Linked DNA regions of Sus scrofa: all the other regions are linked to region 2. The links are chromatin contacts, called in public Hi-C and HiChIP or PLAC-seq maps. All regions are on one chromosome and are shown on one strand. Each heading gives the region's core, a stretch centred on a gene start, on an enhancer-like site or on the middle of the called end of the contact. The rest is flanking DNA. Distances are from core to core; before and after follow the strand shown.

Region 1 (4,139 bases), core at 872-3,371, 400 kb after region 2:
AGAATTCACTTATACTGTATTTTTTAAAATAATTTTTTGTGTGGTGACATATTTGATATTGGTGGTTAATTTTGTATTTTCCAAACAGAAGATAGGCAGAGAAATCTTAGGGAAGTAGTTTGGTCAGTTTTGGGGGAGTTATGCTTTTTACTGTAAAAAAGACAGAAAGAGGGGAGTTCCCATTGTGGCACAGTGGTTATCGAATCCGACTAGGAACCATGAGGTTGTGGTTTCGGTCCCTGCCCTTGATCAGTGGGTTAAGGATCCGGCATTGCCGTGAGCTGTCGTGTAGGTTGCAGACACGGCTTGGATCCAGCGTTGCTGTGACTCTGGCGTAGGCCAGTGGCTACAGCTCCAATTGGACCCCTAGCCTGGGAACCTCCATATGCCATGGGAGCAGCCCAAGAAACAGCAAAAAAAAAAAAAAAAGAAAGAAAGAAAAATGAGACTTGGGCACTTAGGGAGTAGAAATTATAGATACTGTGTTCTGTAGTAGATATCATTTTATTCCAGATGATAAGAATTATATAGTATGGTGCACATCAGACTTCTTTCCAAAACACATTGTTTAAATGCATATTAGGGGAGTTCCCACTGTGGCGCATTGTATTAAGGATCTGGTGTTGCTGCAGCTACTTCTCAGGTTACAGCTGTGGCTTGGATTTGATCCCTGGCCCAAGAACTTCATATGCTGTGTGTGTGGCCAAAAAGAAAAAAAAAATTCATATTAGGGTTCAGTGGTCCTCTTACAGACACATTGAAGATAGGCTGCGTATTTCCTAGTTTCTAACCTGGTAGGTAGTACAGGTCAGCAAACTAAAATCCAACAGCTGAAAAATGCTCAAGTATTTTGCTATTTTACAAAAACTCATTTGCTCTACATAACCTTTCTTTTTTTTTTAAAGCTATTTTTAGGAAGTTTAGCTAAGTGTAATGAACCAGACTTTTTCATTTATTTGCTCACTTTTGGTTCTTTTAACAGATGTTCACATGTACAAATATTTTTGGTAGTTTTGTGGCACATTCTTGCTATAAAATAGAGTAGTGCCATAGAAAGCTTAAAAAGAGACTGTCTTTTTAAAAATGTTTAATTATACAGTCTGCTAACCTTGAAAACATATTTTCTCATATTTTGGGTTAACATATATAAGCTTTAATCTTTCAGTTCCTGGCTAACATATTTTTTTTCCTGTCAACTACTGAACTCCCCATAAACAATAACCCAGCAACATATATTCATGAGTCCACAAAAGACAGCAGTTGTTGGGTATGTGGAGAAGTATCTCACTTTTCAAAATCCTGTAGGAAAATTGACTTTACATGTTGTCAGTATAATGTGGCTTATGACTTTTTCAGTTAAAATTGAGTCTTTCATATTTATAATTTGAACCTTTGCTTGGGTACAGTGATTGATGGAAGGTAGGGTAATATAAAATAATTCTTCTATATTCCTGTTTTTAATCAACATTCTGTTTTTTGCTTTTAGTTTGAAAAAAAAGCCAGTGTTCTGTTTTGGCCTGGCATTTTATGTAAAAGAGGATAAATTATTTTGTCGTGAAAGTAAGATAATGGAAAAAAGAAGGGAATGAGTATTAATGTTCAATTTTGTGTCCTATGGTGAAAGGAGTGGAAATAAAGAGGTCAGTAATAATTACAAATAAAATGACCGAAGAAATTCTGTAATTTTTACCTGTAAAGAATTGGGTAGATAGAACAAGACTGCTTAATAAGGGCCTGTTCTATTTGTCATAGACTGAGTAGCTTAAATACAAGCCAGGGTACCCAAGAAGTCTCAAGGATAGGGCACTGTGCCTGGTCTAAGAAACCTTTGTGTATGAACTCATCATAGCAGTCATCCCTCCTCTCTCTCTCTTTCTCTCTGATGTTATTTTTCCTACATTTGCTATTTTAACCTGTCAGTTAGGAAATAATTACTATGTCAGTATAGCTGGCGGCTTATATAGGAAAAATATGCTGTCGCTTAATCAAAGGTGATTATAGTTTTTTCCTGTCTATAAATGTGCTTGTTGTGTAACGAGAATGCATTAGTCTCAGCCTGATGTACGAAATGAAAGGCAGCAAGAAGCAGCACCATTGTTATCACTCCAGGCGTGTCTAATGAATCGTGTTTCCATGTTCTCTCGGTCACGCCGTAGAGTGCCCTCCGCCAGGGCTAAGCCTCCTGTAAAATGCTCTTTAAGATTATTGTAGCAAGAACAGAAATGCTGGATGGGTGGGGGTGGGGAGAGAATGCCAACTAGACAGCTGCATTTCAAACAGTTACAGCTGCAAGGATTACTCACTGTAATAGCAGTGACAGACAACTGTTTGAGCTTTAGTGTAAAAGGCAATTTGGGGACTTGCCCTGTCAGAATCTGGTGTGTGTGTGTCGGGGGCGCGCGGGGGGGGGGGGGGTTGGAGAATCAGGTTCTGTCTGATGAGGTGAAGGAAATATTTTTAATTTTTACTGCTCAATTGTGCTACTGTTGAAATCAATAGTTGAGTCATCTTGATTACAGTCATTGTCTTAGAGGAAGTTTATAAAATGTTTGTTTTGTAATATTGACAGATTTAAATATAAACATTCTAACTGAATCACATATCTGGTTTTCCTCTTTCTTTCTTTTTTTTTTTTTTTTTTTTTTGGTCTTTTCTAGGGCTTCACCCTCAGCATATGGAGGGTTCCAGGTTAGGGGTCTAATCAGAGCTGTAGTCACCAGCCTACGCCAGAGCCACAGGAACTCGGGATCCAAGCCTCGTCTGCGACCTACACCACAGCTCATGGCAACACCAGATCCTTAACCCACTGAGCAAGGCTAGGGATCGAACCCTCAACCTCATAGTTCTTAGTTGGATTCATTAACCACTGAGCCACGACAGGAATTCCTGGTTTTCCTCTTTCAAAATTTAATTTTATCTTGTGATTCCTATCCTTGATCATTCTTGTAATTTATGAGCAAATATTTTTTTAAAGCATGTGGCTGTTTAGTAAATAATAGCCATTAAAAGCATATATTTAAATATGATGTGTCTTTCAAAAAGTAAAGCATGTTCATTAAAGAAAATTTCTAACATGCACAAAGAGGTAAAGAAGAAAATAATAGTCATTCAGCAACCAAAGATAAGTTTATTTTGATGGCTGCCCTAGGCCTTTATTTATGTGTATTTTATCTTTTGTCTTTTTTTTTTTTTTGTCTTTTTGCTGCTGTTGTTGTTGTTGTTGTTGCTATTTCTTGGGCCGCTCCCGCGGCATATGGAGGTTCCCAGGCTCGGGGTTGAATCGGAGCTGTAGCCAACGGCCTACGCCAGAGCCACAGCAACGCGGGATCCGAGCCGCGTCTGCAACCTGCACCACAGCTCACGGCAACGCCGGATCGTTAACCCACTGAGCAAGGGCAGGGACCGAACCCGCCACCTGATGGTTCCTAGTCGGATTCGTTAACCACTGCGCCACGACGGGAACTCCCTGTTTATGTGTATTTTATAACAAAATTTAGAGCATATCATTAGCTTGAAAGGTAAACAAAGTTATAATCTTTGAAAGGAATAGCAAATGAGGGCAAGTTTAGTTCTAAGAAGTCAGTTAAACGCATTGTACACAATTTCTTTTTCACGGTGTAGCTATTAAAGTAACATTGTGGCCTGTTTTCTCTATAGCAATTGTCTTTTGAAGATCTTGTTCAGTTTATCTAGAAATTTAGTTTTTTAGTCTCCTGCAATTTAAAATGTAGTGGCTTTACATGGAGTCCTGTGATCCATTGAAATGCTAACTTGGGTCATGTCTCAACTGCTACAGTGCTGTGTAGAAACCATCATTAAAATTCTGGTTATCTTGAAACTGGCAGAGAACTCATGCTGTTAGAGATTCCTTATTTAGACATTATACTGTTAAAATTTTGAGTCACAACTGTGTTTCTGTCTGAATATTGTCAGTGCTCGTAATCATAGAAAGTGGCAAATAGGTTGAAACAAATGGAGCATTTTGCTACATATCTTCTATCCCTAACTCTTATGTGATTGAGGAATCGACAATGGGAAAGTTAAAATCCATTTCAACATGGATTTGTTAGGTGACAGCAAATATTCTAAACCCATGAGCGACTCAAGGAAATCAGAGCTCTAAGTGGGTTGAATTTGAT
Region 2 (4,204 bases), core at 730-3,229:
AGCAGGTGAGGAGAAGGGGGAAAGCAAGCCTTATAGGGCAGGAGTCAGAATCAGTATTGCACAACTCCAGGAGGTGCTCTTTACACTGAAACAAGGTGACCAGCTTGTCCCTGGACTTCCCTGGCTTTAAAACTGAATATGTTGTGTTCCTAGGAGCTCCCTCTGTTCCAGATAAATCAGGATGGTTGGTTATCCTACCTCTAGGGCGGCGTAGAAGGAGCTGTGGAGTCCTTACTGTAATTTATACAGCAGGCAGCTGCCTGGATTCTCTCTTCGGACGTGTTCCTCCCTTGCCTATGAATCCTCTGTGGCTCCTAAGGGCTCGCCAAACTAGGTTGGAACTGTCCTTTGTGGTGCTCAAGTTGGCCCCAGCCTTGCTTCCTCACCTCACCTGATCCATCACTCTCCTGCCATGAGTCACCCCAACCAGTCACCGTATTGCAGACCCACTGTGCCTTATCCTCTCTCTGGGTTAGAGGAGGAGATTTCATAGAGCGGGAAGACTACTTCTTGGAGTATATTCAACTTGTGTCAGTAGCAAAAGAGTGAATTCTGGCCATTATGGTATAAAACTCATCTGACCCCCTCCCCTGTGAGTTGGGGCTTGGGGATATGGCCACTACTTTGTGTCTAGAGAAACCCCACGTACCCCAGAGAGCCATGGGACACTTAGAGGAGGAAGGTGAAGCCACCAGGCACATGGGGCCACCCAAAATGAAAATAAAGCCTACCTTCCTTCCTAAGCTCTTTAAACATTCCATGCACGCACACACCCCTGGACAGATCTCCTCTATATTTCTGAGCAATAGATAGGATGGATGGCATGTCCATCTAACAGACGAAAAAAACGAAGTCCCAGGCAGAGGGTCCTACTCAATAAAGAAAGGTTTCTAGGTGAGGAGGATCAGGCACTGTGGTGGTGAGTGTCTCATGGCATGTCGGTGGCTGGACCATACTAATCAAGGTCTTCTGCCTTATGTCCCATGATGTTTGCACTTACTATCTGTTAGGCACCCTGTTCATCTCATAATAACAATTATAGCCAGAGTCGTGGAGGACTCTATTACCTGAAGGTCCCTCTACTCAGTTTTGGATGTGCCTTCACTTCATTGCTCAGAGAAAGCTTTGTGGTGTGGGCACTACTGTCGCATACAGGGGAGGACACTGAGACTTGCAGGGCCACTCAGCTCACAAGTGGGGGCTTGGCCAAGGCTGGTCATGTGCATTGCTGTGGTGTGGGGAGCTCTCACTCCTGTAAGGAGAGCAACATGCCAGTTTTCTGCATGTCAGACTCTCCAAGCTGTTCCTTCCCAGTGAGCAGCACTCCAAATAGGAGAGGAAGGAGACCGCTCTTGATGAAGCATCTTCTGTGGGCCAGGTGTGTGCACCTATGTTTTCCATACCACCTGGTGAAGTAGCCGCAGTTGGGTCCAGAAGAAATCGAGGCTCATTGGGTTGACGTTATTGGCCAAAGCTGGCACAGCTGGTGTGAGGGGAGTGGAGACCTGGCCTTGGACGGTGATGCCACATGACTCACTTTTTCTGCCGGTTTTGGCTCTCCCAGAGGACAGGCGGTGGGGAGGGTTTGCGGCAAGTCTTCAAGTCACATAAGAACCCCAGGAGCAGTTCTCCTGCGGCTTGGTACGTGACCTTAAGCACAGACTTGCAGGACAGGAGCCAGAAAGCCACTCTCCTACCCATTGTTGGGCAGAGGAGCTGGGGACAGGACCCACGGCCAGTCCAGCTTAGTCCCGCTGCCCATGATGGACAGCAGGTGGCGCTGTGGCCCCGGTTTAACAAGGACAGTGGGAAGGTGGAAAGGAGAGGGGGAATCCAGAAAGAAAAACTAGTGGAAAACAAGGATTTAAAAAGAAGAACAATTTGTTCCAAAACATTTGCCTTGTAACGGGGTCATCTATAAATTCTGGGATTTCCTGTTTGCCGCTGGGCAGGCTGGCCGGCAGGCAGTCCACTCTCTGACTCTGCAGTCTGGAAGAATCATTCCAGCCCAGCTCTTGAGCTCAGAGCTCCAGCCTCCCCTGGCCCAGATTGGCTCTGAAATTTCCCGGCTTTTGTGCCCATAAGCAGGATCCTGTGACAGCAGGTCTCCTTGAGCCATGCTCCAGTTTCCACGGCGGTGGGAGGAGGAGTGAGATCATGGTCATTTTTAAAGGAGAGCCTGTCTTCATAATCTCCTTGTGTTCTCCGTGCTGCCAGGCTTGTTTTAAGGCATAAAAGAAAAGACTCAAATGAAACAATCGGAAGTGGATCCTTTTATTTGTATTTTTCATGGTTAGGATTTTGTGTGTATGTGGTGAAAACACTTAAGATAGATGTTTTTTAGCAAAGTTGAGATATGCAATACAGTACTATTAACTAGCAGTATTATTGCCTAGGTCCCCTAACTTATTCATTTTCTAAATGAAAGTTTGTACCCTTTGACCAACATCTCCCCATTTCTTGCACTCCTCAGCCCCTGGCAACCACCATCCTAATTCTGCTCTCTGTTTCTGCAAGATCCACCTTTTCAGATTCCACATTTAAGTGAATGCAATGTGCATGCAATATTTGTATTTCTGTGTCCATTTTATTTCAGTTAGCATAATGTCTTCCAGGTTCTTGTTGTTGCAAATGGCAAGATCTCCTTTTTATGGCCTAATAATATTCCATTGTGTATGCCACATTTTCTTTAGCCGTCCATATGTCAGTAGACACTTGGGTTGTCTCTATATTATGGCTATTGTGAATAATGCTTCAGTGATCAGGAAAGTGCACATGTCTCCTCAAGATCCTGATTTTATTTCCTTTGGATGGGAATGCTGGGTCATATGGTAATTCTGTGTTTAGTTTTTTGAGGAAGGAGGTGGCCTTTTTAAAAAGGAGAGAGCTATCCTAGCCAATATGGGGATGGAAACATTTCATTGGAAAAGGAAAGAAAATTCTTTTTTAACAGCCTGGTGGAACTTGAACTAAGTCCCAAGCCATCAATGAATGAAATACTAAAGAAAATTCCCATCTACCTAACCATGTATCCACCTATCTATCCATTCACTTATCCATCCATCCATCTATCCACTCATCCATCCATCTACCTATGCATATATCCATCCATCTACCCATCCTCCATCCGTCCATCCATCCATCCAACCATCCAATTGCTCACTCATTCTTTTAGCAAGCAGTTATGGAGTACCTGCCATATGTTTGTACCTCATCCTGAGATTAAGCCTAGCTCAGCTCTGTGGTTCTTCCTGGGACCAGTGCCACCCAAATGACATACAAGTAGCATCTGGAGATGGGATCCAGAAGGTGGGCTTGGGAGTCCTGGACAACAACTCTTGGGACCTTTAGTGAGGTTTGCGACATATTTGGCCAGGGTAAGGGGTACAGTTTGTGGCTGAAAACAGAGTTTTTCTCTGAATAAGTCAAACGAGCCTGTCTGGGATCAAATCCATGAGGGCTGGACAATCTGGTCCCAGCAAATTAAAACAACATGGGCACCAGCCAGCTACATTTTTGAAAACAGTATTTGTGTTGTTTTAATCAAGGACACCACCTCCTCTGTCCTCTGCTCTTAACAACAAGCTCTGAATTGAAATGGGGCAGAATTTATGAGAAAAGAAAACAATTTAGGGGCATCCTGGCACAAACTCATTTTCCTTCTCATCAGCTTCACAATTTAGGGACCTGTCTTTATCTCATGTTGCCCTTCTGTCTGCCAGCTTATGAGATTAATGAGCCCATGTCTTAAGTGATATAAGAACAACACTGCTCTTTCCATATGGAGCTGAACCCAACCTGTTGGAGAGCCCCTCTTAACCAGGGTCTTGGTTCCTGCAGTGACTGTGGGCAGCCAAGGGGGGCAACTTGAACCCCAGGCTGGGTCTGTGTATTAACTATGTCTTATTTCCTGTATTCTGATGCTTTGAACATCTTGGGACCTTGCTACCCAGTAGGGATTGCCGCTCCCCGGCTTAGCCAACTCTTGGGTATAATGAACAGTTCACTAGGAAGCATACCTTTCAAATGCAAACCAAGTGATCCAGAGCTCCTGGTCTCCACTCCTCTCCTTTCTGGGGCTCTCACCCTCTGAGCTACAACCCACCTGCCCTTTTCACCCCAGGGCACACAACCTGGGGACAGCACCTAGGCCTGAGATCTTCCTGAGATTATTCAAACTAGCCTATCCTGAGCCTGATTGCCC
Region 3 (3,987 bases), core at 254-2,753, 460 kb after region 2:
AAGATTTTTCAAAAAGTACTTGAAAACAAGCAGTACTAAAGAAAAGCAATAGTCTGATCATGATAAATATGTCAAGTATAAGTCCCAGAAAATACTAAAAATGAACATATTAATTAGACCCTTCTCCTCTGTGCTCATGGTTGATCAATAAAAACAGGCATTATTTATGAAGAAAAGACTCAATTTCATTCAGGTTTTACAGTAATCTTTACACCAGACTTTATAAGAAAAGTGTTTTGTTCATTCATCCTGTTTCTTAAATGCAGATGAAAACAAATGGGAAGGATACCTACACATCTATTGAAGAAGCAAAAATAAAAATAAAAATAAATGGACAAAACCAAGGCTAGTGACATTTAAGGATAAATAACAATTATTTATTGTTAGTCTGTTTAAAAAAAAATGTTAGAAGGGTCCAGTCTTTCTAAATAGTGATATAGTACACAAAATGAGATCTGTAAAATTCATGTTATTTTTTTCATCTTGTAATACCATTTTTGACATATGGTATTATGGAAAAAGCTTTTTTTCATAATGTTTCTAGTTGCATAATTTATATTTAGTCAATAACAAAAACCTACCTCCAATTTTCAATAGCCAAGCAAAAATACTTTTTCAATATGAATTTATATTTTCACTATTGAGATTTCTTAGATAATATCTAAAATGTGCTTCTAAGTGATCAGGAATACCAAATGTACACGATGCTTACATTAACGTAAAATAACTCGTTAAAAATGGTAAAGGTTCTATACAGATCTTCTTTCTGGGTACCAGTTTCTTTGTAAAATGAAGGTGTGGGACAAAATGACCTCTGGCACTGATTCTTTGAAGTCTATGAACCAAGGATAGCAAGAGGTGATAGATTCTTACAATTATTTTTTTATGGCCATATAAAGTTACCCTATTTCTCCCCCACCCTAACTTGACTGATATTTGATTGATACTTGACTAAAAACTAATGTGTTGAGCACAGTGCCCAGTCTGTAGGATTTCAGTAAGTGGATGATAGGTAGATGGATGTTTTAATGACTGGTCCTCTGACAGTTTTTTATTTCTTCAAAAATTTTTCCAGCTGTATTGAAGCATAATTGATGTTAACTAGTTTTTATTTCTTTTGTAATGCTGGTTAAATAAGGAACAAATGATACTCGTGAGTATTTCTTTCTGGTTAGCCTTTTATGTAAATGAAATAATATCTTAACATTTATTAATTAAAGTAGTAGTATTACTTTTCTAAGCATTTTTCTCAGATTATTTAATCATGGTAATCTTATTAGGTAATAATTACCCTCAGTTTATGGATGTAAAACCTAATGTGCAATAAGGTTAAGCAACCTACTCAAAGTTAGCTAGCAGTTTAAAGGAGGCTAGACTTTGAGCCTGCTTTCATACCTTCTGCTTTCTCATAACTCTGCTCATACCTCATTGCTCTGGACTTGGATAGGTTCTGATAGGTCTTGAGACTCTGTAGCTTGGACAAGAATGTGGGTCAGGCAGTTCAACATGTTGTTTTGGGAACCCACACCAATTAAAAAAACTGGTCAGGACTTGGAACAGTGAAGGAATCTAGGCTAGGCATCATCATTTAGAAAAAAAAAAGACAAATGCTGGGATTGTTCTAAACGAAAAATGATGAGTTTGGCCAACAAATCTTGGTTCCAAGTATCAACTTTAATAGGGATGTTCAGGATTCCTTTGGCATTATTTTCCATTTCTACCACTAAATTTCTGGCTTATAAGAAGCATCTACCTTTTGAACTGCTGGGGGATAAGATATCAACTCTTCAGATGAGATAGAGCCTCTGTATTCCTTGGGCTTTGAGTTTTTCTCAGTCACTTTTGGGAAGCAGCACCTTTATTATTTTTTTGGACTGGGTCATTGCATTAGTGCTGCATTCTTTTGAGTACCTTGGCTCTTGTGTCCATTTTATTTCCCATGTTATAACCAGAGCTCTCAGGTTGTTAATCTCAAATTGGGGCCCTGCCTTTTCTTCCCTCATTAGATTTTTATACCTTGGAAAGATATACTCTTTTTTTTTTTTTCCCCCTTGTTTTTTGGCAACCCCCACAGTATATGGAGTTCCCAGGCCAGGGATTGCATCTGAGCCAGAGTTGTGACCTATGCCACAGCTGCGGCAATACCAGATCCTTAACTCACTGTGCTAGCCAAGGGATTGAATCTCCATCCCTGCAGCTGCAGAGACACCCTTGATCTCATTGTGCCACAGCAGGAATTCCAACATATGTTCTTTTATTTATTATTATTATTATTATATTGCCACACCCACAGCATATGGAAGTTCCCAGGCCAGAGATCAAGTCTGAGCTGCAGCTGCAAGCCAAGGAAGCTCTGGCAACACCAGATTGCAGAAACTCCAGCATATGCTTTTTTATGTGGGTCACCATGAGTACATAAAAGGTGATGCCATCGCTAGCATATGGTTGTGCACAACAGTAATAGACAAGTATTGCTTTAGATTAAAATCCTAACAGTTCCCTAGAGAGCAGAGACTGAGTGTACTTAAAATATAGAGTTAAAATCCAAAACACTGACACTCTGAAAAGCATATGTGGGTAGTCAGTTCAGGGTAGTACATTAGAATTCAGATTTCTTGAGTAAAGCTATTGTCAATCCTGAGGCAATAAACAGGCAGCAGGGGTCAGGAAACAAATTTATAGGCCAGTGATTCTACTGTCCTCTTTGCCACAGCATTGTCAATATTTTCCTATCCACATTTGGGTTTATGCCAAGGAGGAATTCTTTAGTTGGATGTTTTAGAAATTCTAAACCATATTTCAGGACTGTTTATATTTGAAAAGTGTTAGTGTTTGAAAAGCGGTAATCAGTAGAATATAGTCTTGCAGAACAGACTATCAATAAATTCTTAAACTGCTATTTTTTTAAAAGGGCGTGTTAAGACTGTGTCCTATAAAATGAGCCTTGATGTTTTGGGGATTCTTCTGGCTTTGTGTTGTCAACAGTGTACTTGCTGTGTGAGCTGTCAGACACATCTGAGGCCCAGAAAACTCCCCAGTGCTAGATTAACAAAGCACCCCACCACCCTTATCCACATATCACATAAGGGGGCAGTATATAATTTTTGGTGAAGTTCCCTTATTTGATCTTCCCTCAAATTGATAGGCAAAAATGAATTTTGTTTTAAGGGTCCGTTCCGTATTTGTGTTTGTGAGAGTGATAGTTGAACACGGTCTTGGTGAATAAGACTGATTTTAAGTCAAATACTTTCAAATATCTTTCCATCTAATCCCTCAGATAGTCTAAAGTAATTTAGAAAATGAAATTCATTCATGAATGATCCCTGTGTTGCCATTTGAGTCTGTGTTCTGAGAATTTGCTAAAAGCTTTGTGTTCATTTACTCACTTAATCCTTCATTTTAATCCTATAATGTAAGAACTGTTATCTTCATTTTATAGGTGAGAACACTGAAGTGTCCATAGTGTTTTTTCATAATGAGTGGCGTAGATAGTCATGCTACAGATTCAGATTTCTGCTCTAAAATTTGTGTTCTTTACTCCTATGGTTATATTACTCTAATGAAGAGGTTTAAAGGAGGGGTAATGCATGAAAAATATTTGTTGTGTGCTTTTTCTCCTTCTTACTTGTTGAGTTCATCACAGACTATGTTCAAGTAATGTGTAATAAATATAATAGAGGAGATAAAGCATCTACTTCTTTATTTTGTAATCATTTATCGAGATTTAACATCATCTTCTAGGGAGCTCCCTGGAGGTCTAGTGGTTAGGATTTGGTACTTGCACTACTGAGGTAATTAGTTTAAAAAAAATCCTCTTCTAATTAGCACAACAATATGAATCAGCTATACTTTAATTAAAAATGTGCAAGAAAAAAGTAATCTTCTTGCAGTAACCTTCATTCATCCTATATTTTGATAGGGTTCTCCAAACTTGTGTATAAAGAGAGTCTGTTAAAGTACTCAAATAAAAATCTTACTTTGTGTCTT

Evidence for each region. Hi-C and Micro-C count contacts between places; a contact is called where the count stands out from the background. HiChIP or PLAC-seq counts read pairs in DNA pulled down with a chosen protein or histone mark.
Region 1: an H3K27ac HiChIP or PLAC-seq map of skeletal muscle shows a contact between it and region 2, with 7 times the contacts expected there. The contact joins two enhancer-like sites. A contact is called at or near these places in 2 of 2 datasets of contacts at active chromatin or transcription factors (alveolar macrophages and skeletal muscle).
Region 3: a contact with region 2 is called in a Hi-C map of skeletal muscle, with 7 times the contacts expected there. The contact joins two enhancer-like sites. A contact is called at or near these places in 15 of 47 Hi-C or Micro-C datasets (adipose tissue, alveolar macrophages, embryonic fibroblasts and 10 more) and 2 of 2 datasets of contacts at active chromatin or transcription factors (alveolar macrophages and skeletal muscle).

The regions. Positions count from the first base shown.
Region 1 is chr14:36,212,215-36,216,353 of Sscrofa11.1, forward strand. The region is part of intron 2 of MED13L (mediator of RNA polymerase II transcription subunit 13-like); the gene reads left to right. Among named protein-coding and RNA genes, the nearest start is that of MED13L, 150 kb to the left of the region's middle. Within about 2 kb of position 2,122, at least 18 of the 83 cell types and tissues checked have an H3K27ac peak or open chromatin away from gene starts, as enhancers often do. A contact at or near this core is called in skeletal muscle, where this site is marked.
Region 2 is chr14:35,812,517-35,816,720 of Sscrofa11.1, forward strand. The region is part of intron 4 of C14H12orf49 (UPF0454 protein C12orf49 homolog); the gene reads left to right. Among named protein-coding and RNA genes, the nearest start is that of C14H12orf49, 110 kb to the left of the region's middle. Within about 2 kb of position 1,980, at least 29 of the 83 cell types and tissues checked have an H3K27ac peak or open chromatin away from gene starts, as enhancers often do. A contact at or near this core is called in skeletal muscle, where this site is marked.
Region 3 is chr14:36,270,283-36,274,269 of Sscrofa11.1, forward strand. The region is part of intron 4 of MED13L (mediator of RNA polymerase II transcription subunit 13-like); the gene reads left to right. Among named protein-coding and RNA genes, the nearest start is that of MED13L, 210 kb to the left of the region's middle. Within about 2 kb of position 1,504, at least 2 of the 83 cell types and tissues checked have an H3K27ac peak or open chromatin away from gene starts, as enhancers often do. A contact at or near this core is called in skeletal muscle, where this site is marked.